Regions from separate parts of the Zea mays genome. Here region 2 is linked to region 1. Evidence: chromatin contacts called from public Hi-C data. All regions are on one chromosome and are shown on one strand. Each heading gives the region's core, a stretch centred on a gene start, on an enhancer-like site or on the middle of the called end of the contact. The rest is flanking DNA. Distances are from core to core; before and after follow the strand shown. Region 1 has its middle 16 kb from the start of LOC100216994. Region 2 overlaps LOC100274564 (auxin response factor).

Region 1 (5,661 bases), core at 1,114-3,613:
ACATGTCTCTACATGACTCTCCATACATATTCTCTCTTAGCTGTATTTATGATCTAAAGGCTTAGGGCTGTATCATGCAGCCTCTTAGTTGTCTCTTGTAATTGGAAAATCGTTTCAAGGTCTCTAGGTTGTACATGTGGCCCTAAGAGCATCTGCAACAGTTATGTAAAAAACTTCCTAAATATGAATCTAAGAAGTTTCAAGAAAAACTCTTCTCCAACAGTTATGTAAAGTGGGTTCCTAAATTTGCAAACTCCGTACAAAACCCAATTTCATTCTTACATTTAAAACTTTGTTGGGACTGTCGAAATCATGGTCCTAAGTCCATCGCAAAAGCCTACTCTAGCAACGGTTTCACGTCGTCCCACCACCCCTAGTGACCACAAATCCATCTCCACCATCCAAGATGACATGACGCTGCCACTAGACAACCTCTTATGTCGAGGCACCATAGAGCACCTTTAATGCTGCCTCCACGTCATCACCATGAGCATCTCCGTGGATGGCATATTCCTGTCACAACCATCACCTGATCTCCATCAATAACTCTAACCTTCCAACAACTAGGGAAGTTTGTTGATGATATGGATTTCTGTCGTCAACTCAATTAAAAATAGAAAGCAAACCTACTTATTTTTTTTGATGTGGACAACTTTAAAAATTAGCAACTAATAAATAAAGAACTTTTGGAGCACAAACATTTTTACACCTTAAAATGTTTTAGCAACTCCCTAAATCTATGATTATATAACAATTATGTAAATTTAGGGACCTTCTTTACATGAAGGTTTTGTAAATCTATAATTATATAACAGTCACGTAATTTTAGGGACCTGCTTTACATAAAAATAAATGATTGGTGCACAAACTGTTATGTAAAGCAGGTCCCTAAATTTCACTAGCCTCTCTAATAGTTATGTAAATTTAGCTTTCTAAATTTACACAAACATTTTTTACACCTTAAAATATTTTAGCAACTCCCTAAATTTACATGCCCTTAGACAAAACTTATCATCACATTGATTTTTATGAAAGATAATCATGAATTCTTTGAGTTCTTATGGGGTGTTTGAATGCACTAGAGCTAATAGATAGTTCGCTAAAAAATGCTAATGAAATTAGCTAGCTAACAAATAGCTAACTAACTATTAGCTAATTTGCTAAAAATAGCTAATAGCTAAATTATTAGCTAGATTGTTTGGATATCTTTAACTTAACCGATAACTATTAGCTCTAGTGCATTCAAACACCCCTTAATACCTTGTTTGGATACTCCTATATTCACCTCAATCCATATGTAATACATGTGGATAGAGGTGAGTACGAGGAGTATCCAAACAAGCCTTAGGACGTCATTTCATGCTATAAAAGGAAAAGTGGACTCGCTATTTGCTTATGCTAGAGTATAAGTAGTACAATTATTATCCACATGTATACGTAACAGGATTTTTTGTGTTCTACATTGTGGGGGTGTTTGAATACTCTAGAGTTAGTTTGCTGCTAAAATTAATTAAATACATTTAAACATTCTAGCTAATATTTCAATTATTAGCAATTTTTAGCAAATTAGCTAATAGTTAGTTAGATATTGTTAGCTAGCTAATTTTACTAATATTTTTTAGCCAACTAACTATTAGCTCTAGTGTATGTAAACACCTCTTTATCTAAAGTCACATAGCTCAAGTCAAATATATATGCAATGTTGATATCTATTTATATCTTATCCAACACAACCAATATTATCTATAGTCGAATTTTAAATAGAGAAAAACTTACTGTACATAACAAATTTGTATCCATAAGTATCGGATTTTACTTCCTACTCACTATTAAGGTCCTATATATTTATTTACTCTCTGAATTATATAATCCATCTTAAATAAGTTAAATCTTAAATAAGTTAAGAGACAAATAAAAAGCATAGATTATTATGTGGATTATATGATCTAGATACTTAGATAAATAAAAAGCATAAAATTTAATCCCTCTATTTATTTTTTATGGGAGTCTATCACACTAGCTTTTTATTGAGCCCTCGCTGTCACCATCAAATATGATTTGATGATTGGTGTACCGTGTCTCGGTACTATTGTACAAAGTGCGGTTTCATTTCTTTTGATCAAAACTCATTTAAAGTAGAGGAATTCAATTTTAATAATATCTGTTGAAGACCTACTGGTGTTAGGCTTTGAAGAATCGAGATGTGCATGGATTTTTGTTGTAGATACATTTTTTTGTTGCAATTTTCGTTGTTATATAATGTCAGGTTTTGTTAGCAATTAGTATCAGGTACCAAATGCCCTGCAAACTGCAAGTCCGTAAACGGAGATGTCAATGGCTGAACAGTGCGGAGAATGGGCCACCTAATTGGGCCTATACATCTTCACAACAGGCCTTAATCGAAAAACATCTGTGGTAGGGCCTAAATTGTAGTGCTAACGAACTCATTTTTTTTCTATTAAACGCTTAATAATGAAACTAATTAGATGTATGTGCATTGCTACGATTTTTATATATCACATAGATATACTTTGTATTATAATATGAGTGAGTATATAATATAAACATAATCAATGTTTGAACCATATAACTTTACCTTATTTTTACAAAAGTGGGGAGGGGTGAGAAAAAAAATAGACTTGACGTATGACGATGGTGAAAACTAAACACTTCATTGATATTAATACAACATATCTTAAGGTATGTACAACCATAATAATTAAAGTGTCTTTTTAGGGGTCTCTAGTGTGTTAAGTGAAAAAAATTAAGAGACAAACTCTTTGCGAAGAGTTCATCTTTTCACGACTTTTTATACTTATTGTCTCTTAACTGTATTTATGATCTAGAGGCTCAGATTGCATCATATAGTCTCAATTTTTTCTTATATTTAGAAAACCGTTCTAGGGTCTATAATGAAGAGATCATATTCTTGTGACATCACTATTGACATGCTAATAAATCTAGACAAATATTGGTGGCGAGTTAAGATATGGTGGAAAAGGATGAATAAAGGATATCCGGCACACATCAATTTCCTCTTGATCCGTTTCTTTCCTGGTTAATTAAAGCCAAAGGCCTCTTGGAAAACAAAACATATCTATACCACTATATGATTAATCAGTTTAAACTTTACAAAACTCACACAACCAAATTACCCGACACTCATAACCTTTCTTAAATCCATCAAACGAATTGCACCCACATAGCACACCATCAAAATCGAAAATTCAGATCGCTGGATAAACCTCCTATCTCTTACTCAATATTATTTAGATTATCCTTCCTCTTTCATCGCTCACATGTCACATCTTTCTCCTCCCCCTGACCCCACCGCCCCTCACTTGCGCCGTCGGCTCGTCGCTGCCACAAGCCTCGCCCCCTCCCCACGTCGTCGCCGCCGACCCCTCCCTCGCGGGGGCGCCAGCGACCCCTCTCCATCTCCTCGAAACTGTAGCGATAACACGATATTAGACTAGTAACTATAGTACGTGGGCTGTGGCATATAAATAATTTCACACTTAAATCTTAATCCTAAGTTCTACGTCCTTCACGCATGATGAACGATGTAAGAAACTAATGATTTAAAGAAAAAATAGAGGTAGAGATAGAGATAGAGAATAGATGAGATGTAGCGCACCTTAATTTTTGAAAGACCTCTTAACCATTTCTGAGAATAGATTGATTGATTTCTTAATATTCGAAACGTGGAAACAAATGTTTACAGTTTTTTTGGCACAAAAATCAAAGGCCCTTTAACTTATTATTTACTATCACGCAAGTGCATATTAGCCTATAAATAGCGACCAAAACGCAAATGCGATGCACAACCCCAAACAACCCTGCTTGCACTCCTAACAGGAGAAAGAAAGGGAAAAAAACACACACAGCGAGCACTCTTCGTTACCGACCGACTCCAAAGAAATGGACGGGAAGCAGCAGCAGCAGCCGGCCGCGATCCTCGTGGCCTGCTTGGTGCTCTTCACCAGCATCAACTCCAGTGATGCGGGCGGCGGCGGCTGCTCGCTGTCGACAATCGTGGTGACGCAGTCCGGCACGGGCAAGTGGGCGCACGGGATGCTGGTGTACTCGGCGAAGTACACAGAAGCTCTATAGTGGCGGTTCTAAACCTATTTACACAGGCGTTTTTCAGTACCGCCAGTGCTAGGGGTCAGTGGAAATCAGCATTTCCACTGGCGGTTATTTTGGAACCGCCAGTGAAAAGTGCATTTTCACTGGCGGTTTTCTTAAGGAACCGCCAGTGAAAAGTGCATTTTCACTGGCGGTTTTCTTAAGGAACCGCCAGTGAAAAGTGCATTTCCACTGGCGGTTCCTTAAGAAAACCGCCAGTGAAAATGCACTTTTCACTGGCGGTTTTCTTTATTTAGCCGCCAGTGGAAAGTTTTCCCGCCTTTTTTCAAAATTTCAAACAATACTGAATTATATATATATTTATTTACACACACACAAACATATATATATAGATCTATATTGATATTGAAAGCAACATGAAATTAAATTCTATCATACATTTATATACATCAAAGTATTCTGTTTACAACCATATATGCTTCATGCATTCTATACATCATAAGTTTTCACCTAAGCTCTAATAACTATCTCGGCTAAGAGATAATCTACTAATTTCTGTTAGTATTCTAAACTCTGGCAAAGCTAATGTCCCGGAAGCATCGTGATATTTTCCTTCTGCGGGTATGACCTCTTTCAATATGAATGTGCAGAGGTCCTCGACTATGCCATACAATGCAGCTTCGGTCAAGTTCTCCGGGTTTCCTCGTTGAAATTGCTGTAAAGGAATTTTATAAACATCATCTATTTATACACATTTGCATCTTTAATGACATAAATACATACTTGACTATTACTAATAATACCTTGTCAGGGTTCGTGACGTATCGTCCGTTCACTCTCATGAACTCGCACGCATAGAATCCACATAGGACTGATCCTTGTGGTTGCTTGTGGCACTACATAACGGGAGATTGGTTATTTAGTTGCAACATTGTGTATGATATGTATTCATAAAATCACATACTTACCGGCCAGTGATGATGGATTTCTAGTGGCACGCGTTGGTTCGACAGGTCGTACTTTCCACCTTTAAACTTATAAAACCTAAAAGCCCTGTGATCTCAAATAGAATCACCATGTTATTCTCAAATTTTAATCGATAAAAGTATGCATGCATAGAAAAGGCTTACAGCTCTAAGATGCTGAGGAATGTTGCATATGTCGAAGGGTCGAAGTTCAAGGAGTCGAGCACCAGCACCTTTCCAACCTTAGGATAAATGAGGAAGCATATCCAGTGGTCCCTGTACGAATCAAATTTGTGATGCATGTGTATTGAAATTATTAATTTTATTTATGCAAAATCACACTTACTTAAAGTTGTATGGGGCCATTATGGCTTCCCTGTCTTGAAATTGAAGCATTGCATGTCCTATGTATGTGGCGTATCGAGCTTCAAAATCCTTCTTCATTTCCTTTATACGCTTCTCAACTTCTTCGTCCGTCTTTCCCCTTATTTCATCGTTGTCTTTCCCGATTCTAAAAGTGTGGCTTTCCTCGGATATAAGTATTGGGTTGAGATACCCAACCCTTTTACTGGCACTAGCATTGGGCTTGGTACCGTAAAGAATCTCC
Region 2 (5,256 bases), core at 1,347-3,846, 160 kb before region 1:
ACCTCTATTAAATTTCTGCTTCAAATAGTTGATACCTCTATTAAAATTGACCTGAAACATTATATTTCTGTACATTTTAGGTTCACTGGGACCATTGTTGGAAATGTGGATCCTGATCAAGCTGGATGGGCTGAATCTAAATGGCGTTACCTCAAGGTATTTACCCCTTTTCCCTCTCAATGACTTGTTCTGTTAACATTGTTGTGATGTGCTTTAATGTTTATCCAGGTGAGGTGGGATGAAGCTTCCTCCATTCCACGTCCTGAAAGGGTTTCTCCCTGGCAAATAGAACCTGCAGTCAGCCCTCCCCCTATCAACCCACTTCCAGTGCACAGACCCAAGAGACCTCGCTCTAATGCTGTAGCTTCTCTGCCCGAGTCTTCAGCTCCAACAAAAGAAGGTTTGACTTCATCGTGCGTGCAAAACTTGGTAGGATGTATGGTAATTTTACTAATGCATGTGTTTTACCCCATTCTAGCTGCTCCAAAGGTCACATTAGAGACTCAACAACATGCCCTGCAAAGGCCCTTGCAGACCCAGGATAATGTGGCCCCGAAAAGTGTTTTTGGTGATAACAGTGAATTGGACTCTGCTCATAAGTCCTCCCTGCGACCGTCAGGTTTTGATCTGGACAAGAGCACCATTGGCATGCAGAGGAAGCTGGGTTCAGATATTTGGATGCGAATGAACAGACCTGATGGTTACAGTGAAATGTTATCGGGATATCAACCACCTAATGAAGGTGCACGGAATTCGCAGGGTTTCTGTTCTTTACCTGATCAGATTGCCGCTGGACGTCCTAATTTCTGGCACACTGTAAACGCTCATTACCAAGACCAGCAAGGCAATCACAATCTGTTCCCTGGTTCATGGTCCATGATGCCTTCAAGTACTGGCTTTGGGATGAACAGACAGAGCTATCCAATGATCCAGGAAGTCGGTGGGATGTCTCAGAGTTGTACAAACACCAAGTTTGGGAATGGAGTTTATGCTGCACTACCTGGCCGAGGCATTGATCGATACCCATCTGGATGGTTTGGGCACACGACACCCGGTGGTCGCGTGGACGATGCCCAGCCACGCGTGATTAAGCCTCAACCTTTGGTCCTTGCTCACGGCGAAGCTCTGAAAATGAAGGGCAACTCGTGCAAGCTTTTTGGAATCCATCTCGACAGCCCAGCCAAATCTGAACCTTTGAAGTCTCCGCCAAGCGTTGCCACACCGGCAGCTGAGAAGTGGATGGCAGACGGAATCGACGCAGACAAAAGCCCTGAGCCGCACAAGACGCCAAAGCAACTCGGTGCTACACAGGTGGATCCTGTCCCAGAGAGATGCCCACAAGCTTCAAGGGGCACACAGTGCAAATCACAAGGCGGGTCGACTAGGAGCTGCAAGAAGGTGTGTTTTTTTCTCTCGTTACTACTATGCCAAGCATCTCCTATGTTCGTTTGCAATGTTCCAAGGCTACAAGAGAAACTTGCAAAGCCTCTTTAGCTTCCTAGCGCACCACGCAGACATAACTAAATGGAACCTCCATCACGTGCGTATTTACTCCCTGTTTGAACTGCATGGTAGATTTTTGCCATCTGAACGCTGTGGCTGTCTGTACGCACTATCTAAACGTATCCACTTAATGCTGCTGTGGCTGCATGCGCTAGCTAGGCACATGAGCGGTATATTTCCGCAGAAATATTTTTTGGCATGAACGACGCCTGCTGTCCGTTCCAGGTCCACAAGCAAGGAATGGCGCTGGGCAGGTCCGTGGACCTTACCAAGTTCAACGGCTACACGGAGCTGGTGGCGGAGCTGGACGAGATGTTCGACTTCAACGGCGAGCTGAAAGGCTGTAGCAAGGAGTGGATGGTCGTGTACACCGACTACGAAGGCGACATGATGCTGGTCGGGGACGACCCCTGGAAGTAAGTAACGAGTAGTAGCAGCCGGACGTCCGTTGTTCTCTCGTAAAAGCCCCTGATGTGTTGTGCGCGTCGACCTGGCTGTGTGGGCAGTGAGTTCTGCAGCATGGTGCACAAGATCTTCGTGTACACGAGGGAGGAGGTCCAGCGCATGAACCCGGGCGCCCTGAACTCGAGGCCGGAGGACAGCGGCCTCGCCAATTCGACGGAGAGGGGCTCCGCATCTACTGCTGCTGCTAGAGAGGCACCCGGCTACCAGTCCGCCTCGTCGCTTAACTCCGACAACTGCTGATGCCTTGGCAGCTAGCTGGTAATTGCGATCAACTTGGATAGCAGCTGGACCTAGTCCTGATGGTTATAATAATAATAATAATAATTCTGAACGAGTTCTCCGCTGTTCTTTTGGCAGGTCGTCCCAAGTAGTAGAGAACAAGGCAAATGTATCCATAGATCTCCTTGTAGCGGAGCTTAATGCCTTTTTTTCCCCTTTCTAATATGCATTGGATGAGCCCGTAGCGCACCGTAGTAGTATCTAAAGCTGGTGTTCTGAGTTGGTTGGACCTTCCTGCAGTTTTGGTTTCTCCTTCTGATGTGGCAAGTTTTAGCTGGTCGCACCTACCTAATGTATGCTTAGCAAACGAAGTCCCACTAAGCGCTGTACATAACTGCCCCTCCCTGCATCAACTCTAATATATCATCTGCTTAATCGTCACCCCTGGGCCCCCGTGCTGGTTGCTCAAGATCCCAGCTGCTTGTTGTGGCGCTTGGTTTGGTTCGTTGTCGGCCGTGGCTCATGTTTGTTATCATGGTGTTGTGATCCCGGTGGGTTTTGTTGCGGGCTGCTGATACGGGAGACTAGCCATCATGTCTGTCGTTGGCGCGTGCGGATTTGTTTGGATTGGCCTGATCCATATCCATGGATGATCTAGTATGGTGCTCGACGTTGACGATGACATTCGCACCATACTGTCGGCTTGGAAAACGACACATCTGTCGTAACCTACAACTGAAAGGTTTGGTTTGGGGTGCCGGTTGGAAAGTTAGCGAGCTGCGTCTGCCCTCTGCTGACGGTATCCCAAAGTCTGACAGCCTCCGAACCTAGCCGTGCGACGAGCTGCCGGTGCGCCGCCGCCGCCGCTGCCGCAGCAGCACTTTGGACGGTATACCTGCCAGCACGTTCAATCTACGCCCCGCTGGAAACCGTGGCGAAGGTAGAGCAAATACGAGGATAGCGCATTTGCCGTGTGAATTTGTTTTAAGGGTTTGCATATGGTGAAATTTTAACCAGTTCTATGGATTTTGTATTTTTATTTTTGGGGAGGTGAATTTGCACCCCTAGTAGAGATGGCCAAACGGGCCGCACGGCTCGGCCCGGGCCCAGTGAAGCCCGACCCGTTTTGGGTCCGGCCCGTTAGGCATGGTTAGGAAACCAGGCCGGGCCTTCTAAGCCCGCGGGCTTAAATCTCAGTCCAAGTCTGACCCGTAGCGCGCCTAAACGGGCCGTACGAAAAAACGTGCCGAAAAGCGGGCTAAATGGACCGAAAACACATTTTAGTGCAAAAAAATGGGCTTAACGTGCTTAGAGGTAAACGGGCCGTGCCGGACTATCCCACCGTGCCTAGTTTCTTGTCCGAGCCCGGCCCGCTTATTCGTGCCGGGTCGGCCCAGGCCCGTATAGAACCGTGTCGTGCTGGGTTCGGACCGGGCCTAAACAGCGGGCCTCGTGTTTATTGGTCATCTATAACCCCTAGCTAGAGACTAGAGTGTAGCTTCGCTTCTGGCTGGACTGGAAGCAAGTGTAGCTTCACAGCTCAGCTGAAGCTTGGACCAGAGCAGTAATCCAATCCAATCCAATCCTCAGCCGAAGCTTTTCACTGCAATGTAGTAATACTTATTACCTTCCGAGGCTGCAACGACCGCGCCGCCGGCAGTAGATCCAGCCGCACATGCGCGCGTGCACGGCCTTCAAGACGGGGGCAGTGATTTTGTTCTGACATGAGTCACAGAGCAGAGGAAGAAGCTGTCAACCTGGTCGCGCGTGCCCGAATAATAAATTCTCCGCTTTCAGCCGTAGCTGCAGTAGTTCGAATTGCAAGCGGTATATTTAATTCACATTTGTTTTTGTACCATGAGTGATCTTAACACACATTTGATTCGCGTTAACACACATTTGATTCGCGTTTGGATTCACTTAAAATTTGGATATGACAGAAGTGGTATCAGAAAAATGTTGACTGCAGGACGCAACCTAGATAAAATTGAACAACCCTTACTTACATTTGCTACTTTAATTCTTTATAAACTTTTCTTGATCTTTTTCTCATCTAATGCTACTTTACTCTGATTACTCTTACATTTTCTCTTCTAAAGACAACAGTGGATTTCACACCTTAGAATCCAGCACCTAAAGTGACCCCTTACGAATAGGAGACCTAATCTTAGGAACAAAAACAAAACTATTTTTTATAGATATCTATGAGTTTGGATGCTTGTTCTTATGATACCTATCTGATTTGATTTTTTGATTGAGCGTGATGAGTTGTGGAGTAATATCCACAATTGCATTTGCATATACATATATGCAAAAAAATGATTATAAGATAATTAGAAAACCTAGATTATCCCATTAAAATGTATCTAGCGTCACATGTCCATCTTATCTTAATAGATTCTATCTTATCCCTATAAACTCATCTTGTCCTAAATAAGCTTACTTACCACATCCAGTGTAACAACTATGATCTAATCCAAATCAATTAGATCTTGTCTAATCTAATCTGGTCATACCCATCTAATCTAGATTCTACCTAATCCAATATGGATTACTTAACATGTTAGTTAATGTTGCTTAAAGGGTGTCACACCCGGTTTTTGAAAGGTAAACCGAATGCGAACATGTACGTGCCAGGATTAGAAACTCACGTACACATCGAATACATAATTGGACATCATCACACAATGCTCGAAATAAATAGCGAAAAGGTACTTTAATTACATCAAGATGTCCAAGACATCCACAGAGTCTAATACATAACCATTATCTTTAACAACAATATCAAAGTGCGAAGAAATGAAACGTAGATGATAAGCCTACACAGGCAGCTGACTGGGGGGTTTGCCACTAAGAAAAACTAGAACTCGTCGTAGTCCTGGAACTCCTCAAAGTCCTCCATGTTGCCAGCATCTCCTCTTGAGCACTGAGTACAGTGGGGACAACCTGGGGTGGGGTGGTTTGTAAAGCAAGGGTGAGTACACATCAACATACTCAACAAATATCCCGTTTGGCTAAAGTGCACTAGCTGTCCGTGGGGTTGAGGTTAAGCAGTTGCTTTTAGTTGGT

Evidence for each region. A called contact is a pair of places that touch in the nucleus more often than the background predicts.
Region 2: a Hi-C map of tassel shows a contact between it and region 1, with 2.9 times the contacts expected there. The contact joins two enhancer-like sites. A contact is called at or near these places in 2 of 25 Hi-C or Micro-C datasets (ear and tassel).

What each region holds. Positions count from the first base shown.
Region 1 is chr4:25,258,148-25,263,808 of Zm-B73-REFERENCE-NAM-5.0, reverse strand. No RefSeq gene overlaps it. Among protein-coding and RNA genes, the nearest start is that of LOC100216994, 16 kb to the right of the region's middle. Within about 2 kb of position 2,363, at least 9 of the 20 cell types and tissues checked have an H3K27ac peak or open chromatin away from gene starts, as enhancers often do. A contact at or near this core is called in ear and tassel, where this site is marked.
Region 2 is chr4:25,417,836-25,423,091 of Zm-B73-REFERENCE-NAM-5.0, reverse strand. LOC100274564 (auxin response factor) reads left to right here. Exons shown (of 15, transcript NM_001320123.1): 10 at 81-156; 11 at 229-400; 12 at 479-1,398; 13 at 1,729-1,919; 14 at 2,010-2,226; 15 at 2,326-2,627. The coding sequence ends at 2,208. Among protein-coding and RNA genes, the nearest start is that of LOC100274564, 5.6 kb to the left of the region's middle. Within about 2 kb of position 2,596, at least 19 of the 20 cell types and tissues checked have an H3K27ac peak or open chromatin away from gene starts, as enhancers often do. A contact at or near this core is called in ear and tassel, where this site is marked.